Regions from separate parts of the Mus musculus genome. Here region 1 is linked to region 2. A link is a contact called in public Hi-C data. All regions are on one chromosome and are shown on one strand. The core of a region is the stretch at or near the end of the contact, and the rest is flanking DNA. Distances in the headings are between cores, read along the strand shown.

The links. Hi-C and Micro-C count contacts between places; a contact is called where the count stands out from the background.
Region 1: a contact with region 2 is called in a Hi-C map of liver, with 2.7 times the contacts expected there. A contact is called at or near these places in 6 of 484 Hi-C or Micro-C datasets (the HL-1 cell line, the HPC-7 cell line, liver and 1 more).

Annotation. Positions count from the first base shown.
Region 1 is chr19:17,774,515-17,777,214 of GRCm38.p6, forward strand. The region is part of intron 2 of Pcsk5 (proprotein convertase subtilisin/kexin type 5); the gene reads right to left. Among named protein-coding and RNA genes, the nearest start is that of Pcsk5, 62 kb to the right of the region's middle.
Region 2 is chr19:17,553,900-17,556,725 of GRCm38.p6, forward strand. The region is part of intron 20 of Pcsk5 (proprotein convertase subtilisin/kexin type 5); the gene reads right to left. Gm41813 (a long non-coding RNA gene) reads left to right here. Exons shown (of 3, transcript XR_877744.2): 3 at 944-991. Among named protein-coding and RNA genes, the nearest start is that of Gm41812, 19 kb to the right of the region's middle.

The DNA of each region.
Region 1 (2,700 bases), core at 32-2,531, 220 kb after region 2:
TATAGACTAGATGTTACTATTCCCAAGGAGAGATAGCACACAAAGCAAGGCAGGTCTTAAACGGGAGCACTGGGGCTTGAAGTCGCAGATCCTTATTTTGTTTTGTAAGGCAATGCTCTGATGGAAGGGGCAGACAGAATTGTCCATTCCTGAATGTATGGTGGACCACTAAATGGAAATGTCTCTCTTGAAACAGAAATGCCTAGAACAAGAGAGTTCTGCTCTCCACACTGAAAAGCAAGGCCCTCCAAACCTGTCTCCCTGTTCTCATCCGGCAGCCACACTAGTAAAACATCCTTATTTTCCACTCTTCCCTAACAACATTGTGATAGATTTCAAGGGAATGCTTTCACTTAGGAAATAGCTATTTATAAAAATTAAAATAAGAGAACAAGAGGTAAGAAAATTTGGAGCCATTGGGACAGATGCTAAAGAGCTAAGTCGGAGAACATCAGCTCCATCCATGGACACCATGTCAGCTCTCCTCAGAGAGGCAGGGGTATACATTTCAGCAGATAGCAACTCAAATCCTAAAATTCTGTTTCTGTTAGAAAATATGTTGTTGTTGTTGTTGTTGTTGTTGTTGTTGTTGTTGTTGTTTTCCCAGAGACAATTTCTGAATCTCTGGGAGATCCACACACAAGTCATCAAGTGCAGGAAACTGAAGCTGGAGTCACTAATTTGCTATTTATTGTAACAACACTGCCTGGTGTTTACACAGCACATTCCATTCTGTGATCTCCAAGAATGTTATGATCCTTTCCACTAAAACAGATGGAGAAACTAAGGCACGCAAGACCACCCACACAGTCACCTCAACGGGCCAAGAGCAGAAGCCATCTTACTCACTGGCTGCCACCAATCCCTCTGTCAGCACCACATCCATATTCATCTAACTCCCAAGGCATGGTAACAAGGCAGTGAGCTCTGCACAGAGAGATGGGCATTATCAATGCCCTTGGTATGAAGGCTGGGTCATCTGACTTGCTAACTGTTGGGTTGGTCCATGGCTGAGACCAGAGCTCAGGAAGGTACCCTGAGAATTTCCTCACCTCAAGCCTAAAGCTACATCCTTGATATTTTATCCCTTAAGTTTTGATTCCTCCAAATTATAAATATTTGGGATATGATACTTTGCATTAGTATCAGTCTGTCATAACTTGTGAATCAAACTTTTAAGCATCGGCATAAAAGTGCTGAGGAAGAGAACTAGAGGGTAATGAGAACAGAGAGTAGAGACATAGAAAAGAGGATTTTGGCAAGAGGCAGAGCACCAGAAAAAAAGCCTAGATTTATTTTGGAGCCCCAGAGATGTTTACCTTCCTTTTTAATTGATTTTCAGTGACTTGGACACAACATTTCAATTTCTACAAAGAGTCTATCTTAAATCATAAAATAATTCCTTTATAAGCCTCTCAGCTTTCTTAGATGGTGAGTTTAAGACATTCTATGTGATCCCCGAATCTTGAAGTATTTCAAAGAAATACTTGAATGATGGGTGATGAGACATTTCAAATCAGCACAGAGGTTGCCATGGGAGATTATCTAGGAGGTGACAAAGGGCTTGCCTGAGCTTTGGAATATAACCAATCAGGACTGCCTCCCTCACCACATGGTTTACCTGCCCTATGGCCTGAGTGGATTGCCTAACCTTTCAGCACTGCCATGGTTTATCTATAAAATGAGGGTAATAACACTTACCTACTCCATGGGCTTATCAGGAGGATTAAGTCTGATAATATCCTGAAGGTTAAGTAAAGGCTGAGGCAGCATACGTGCTCACACTGAGAATTACAAGACACCACAGTGCCAAATCCAAATGGCTATTAACCAGGAAAGAGGAAATGGCCACTCAGACATGCTTGCTCACAACTGCTATCAAAGGGAGCTGTTTTTTAATATAGAATGCGCATGCAGGTAATTGTGAGTAAGGAAACCTAAGAGTTGTAGGAAACATAATGTAGAGGTCATGAGAGAACACCCTGAAAGATTTAGCTAATTATCCACTCTGCCTTGAGCAAGCTACCTTTCTTCTTAAGGCCTTTGTTTACCCATCCACATAATGGGAAGAGTAATGACAGATCCCACTTCTTACAGAAAGCAAGAGTTTTAAATTCTTTGAATATTGCTTCTGCATTCTCACTGAAGGCATAGTAATTTGGAGTGTGTGTGTGTGTGTGTGTGTGTGTGTGTGTGTGTGTGTGTGTGTGCGTGTGTGTGTTCTTACATAGAGAGTTGGCTTGTGACTCTCTAAAGCTCAGTTAGGCATGATAATAACATCCCTTGGCACTATCTTAAGTTCAAACTAATATAACTAATTTATAGCGAATATCTCTCTTTAGGGAGCAAGACTGAGAAGAGAGGCCAAGATAATCTGGATTCTTAGGTTAAAAAGTACCATGTCAGGGCCCAGCCAACAGTAAGGTATAAGAAGTACTTAGAGTTCTCCTCTCATTTCAATGATGGTGCTAGTACCCACTTCCGATCAGTTATCACATAATTGAGTTATATTTTAATATACACTAAAGTTTATGTAATTTAAGCTATCTAAAATGATATATGCTTTTAAAAGCAGCTTAAGGTAAAGGGAAGGCTGATGACCACTTATTTCTTGCCTACACCAGCAACTTTGTCATTCTGCTTTTGCTTTTTTTTTCCCACTGTTTTCTTGAGGTTCTCTGTACAAAGGCCATGCCTTGC
Region 2 (2,826 bases), core at 257-2,756:
TGGCAGCCTTGTACAAGGACAAGGGGCATCAATACTTCTTTGGCAAAGTGAGCTTGTTTCTCTGAACTCTCAACATGTTTTATGCCCCTTTAAATACTGTCACATTATAGCTAAGTCTTTTGTATGTATTAGCCCATTAGAAGGTCAGTCTGGAGAAGGTAGGAACCCCAGAGGCTAGTGTATGGCAAAGCAAGTTTGTATTTATTTGGGTTTATAAGTAAAAAACAAAAACAAACAAACAAACAAACAAACAAAAAAACCAAAAAGGCAAGTTCAAAGGGTCAGTGAACTTTGCATCCTTTTTTGGGAAAGGATTTCTGCTCACATTACAATGTGTGTCGTTTGAAGTTAATGTGCTTTGGCACTCTTAAAAAAGAAAGCAGTATGAGGGACACGTGTGAAGTGGTGGCTTGAGTCCTGGCCACACCTTCTACTAGCAGTAATTCTTGTGTCAGAAATTTCATGTCTGTGCCCAATTAAATAAAACCATGTTAATCTTAAAACATTACATACTTAAAGTATGTAGGGGGTGGGTCCGATGCTAAGGTTCTGTTCCCCAATTGGTTCTTGATCTACCCCTAAAGATGCCAGGGGCCAATTGTGGGGTGGAAGGAAAGAGACAGGACTTCAGGGTCCCTGGAAAGGAGGGGAGGAGATGAAGAGGAGGAAGGAAAAATTTCACCATGCTTTAGAGGGACAAAAGGTAACCAACCATATAAGATCTTGGGCAAGTGGCCATAGGCCACTTTTCCAGGTGGGAGGTTAGGGTGTTGAACTGGGACTAAAGGTAACTGAGTAATTAAAGTTGAGAGTAGATTTAGAGTGCTGAGCTAAGGTATTAGGAAGGGTACATTAGCTGCGGAAAATTAGTAGTGCCCAGCAATTGAGCCAAGAATGTAGGTTGAAATTGAGCAATGTATGTGTCTGTGTTTTACATCCACAGATCTGAGGGGGGCTGGTAGCACAGCCTGTTCCTGGAGCAAAAGCTATACGCTACAAAGGTATATAAGAATATTGACAAAAGTTCAAGGATCTTACAATATGGACCTCAGAAAGTATGTCTGGAATTTTCTAGAAATATCTTCTGTTGCTCAGAAAACAAAACAATAGCTATGTCCAAACAATGGCCACCTGGAAGAAAGCCTGTTAAGCAAATCCCTCAATAATAACCTAACTAAGGCCAGGCGTGGGGTTCATGCCTACTAACCCAGCACATGGGAAGCAACGGCTGGAAGAATGTTGAGTTTAAGGCCAGTTTAAGCCATAGTGTGAAAGTCTGTCTCAGAAATGAAACCAACCAACCCAAGGGAAACCCAGCCAAATCACCCTCTGAAGAGCCTCCTGGCGGTAGAGGACAGGATCCTGTGCCACCACTCACGCTCTGGCCTGCTACGTAACTGCCTCTTTGCTGCCAAAGAACTGAATCTGGCTGGATCATCACCGCTAGTGATGACGAGAAGACACGGTTATGTGGATTAGAGTCTGCTGCTTGGTGCCAAGGAGCTCCAATGAGCCACAGTGAAATTCAGTTCATCTTGGCTGTGCCCAGCTGAATATGTCAAAGGCTCTAAAGTGCTCTGTGGAGAACTTTGGACTTTACGGTCTGGCAACAAGAGCATCTGGAAATGGATGTTAACCAGAGAAGAGAAGCAGGGTTGTACTTTCTGTGTCATGTACATATTCTGAGTTTAGAGCTGAGAGCCCAGCTTAGGGTAGGCAAGGTCAAGCTACAGCTGGCCTTGGTTTCCCCCTGCCATTTTGTATTAGAGAATGGAAGGAGATAGGATCCAACTTGCCAGGACAGTTTAAGATTGCCTTGTGTGGTGGACTGAATGTGCTTGGCACAGCGTGTGGCCTTGTTAGAATAGGTGTGACCTTGTTGGACAAAGGACATCATTGTCTGTTTGTAGGGGGTGCTTTAAGACCCTCCTTCTAGCTGCTTGGAAGCCAATCTTCTTCCAGCTGCCTCCAGATGAAGACTTAGAACTCACAGCTTCTCCGGAACCATGCCTGCCTGGATGCTGCCATGCTCCTGCCTTGATGATAATGGACTGAGTCTCTGAACCCGTAAACCAGCTCCAATTAAATGTTGTCCAAGAGTTGCCTTGGTCATGGTGTCTGTTCACAGCAGTACAATTCTAACTAAGACACCTTTTGGCTCGCACAGTGCTTTCTGCTGGAATTCTGTGTGAGGCTGGATGATGATGCAAACACAGTGAAAAACATGTCTTTCCATGTCAGCATCTCAGGAGTCATTCTACTAGGGTATATGGGTGGGAAGGGTGCGCAGGGGTTGTGTATTTCCATACTCAAGTATGCTGACAGTGTTGATCAGCCAATAAAGAAATTTCAATTTAGTAGTCACAGAGCCAATCAGCTCCCTTCATTACCAAGTTCATGGCTTGCAACTTCTTGATAAGCCTGAGAAGGCCACTGCTGAGGCAAGGGCTTCTCCTGGGGTGCCACTTGAGAACTTTGCAAATTTGACTAGGAAGAGATGAAGGCCTAGCACCAAATGTAAAGTTGTAGTCATTTCTTGACTACACCATTGTAAGTTGAACTACTGCCCTTTGTAGCAATGAACTAATTAGATTAAAACCATGAAAGTACCTCCCTGACCTGAACCTCGAATGTGTGGCAAACTTACATGGGAAGAGGGTCTAGGACTTAGACAGACTCCTTCATAGGCAAACAGATAGGGAGAGGGACCATGATAGGTAGCACAGATAGTTAACTTCCACAATGACTGGCTTCTTCGCCATCCTCTGAACCTCAAACAAGAGTCTTGCAGCTAAAACAAAGGTCTTAGGGGCTTTTTCTTTTTTT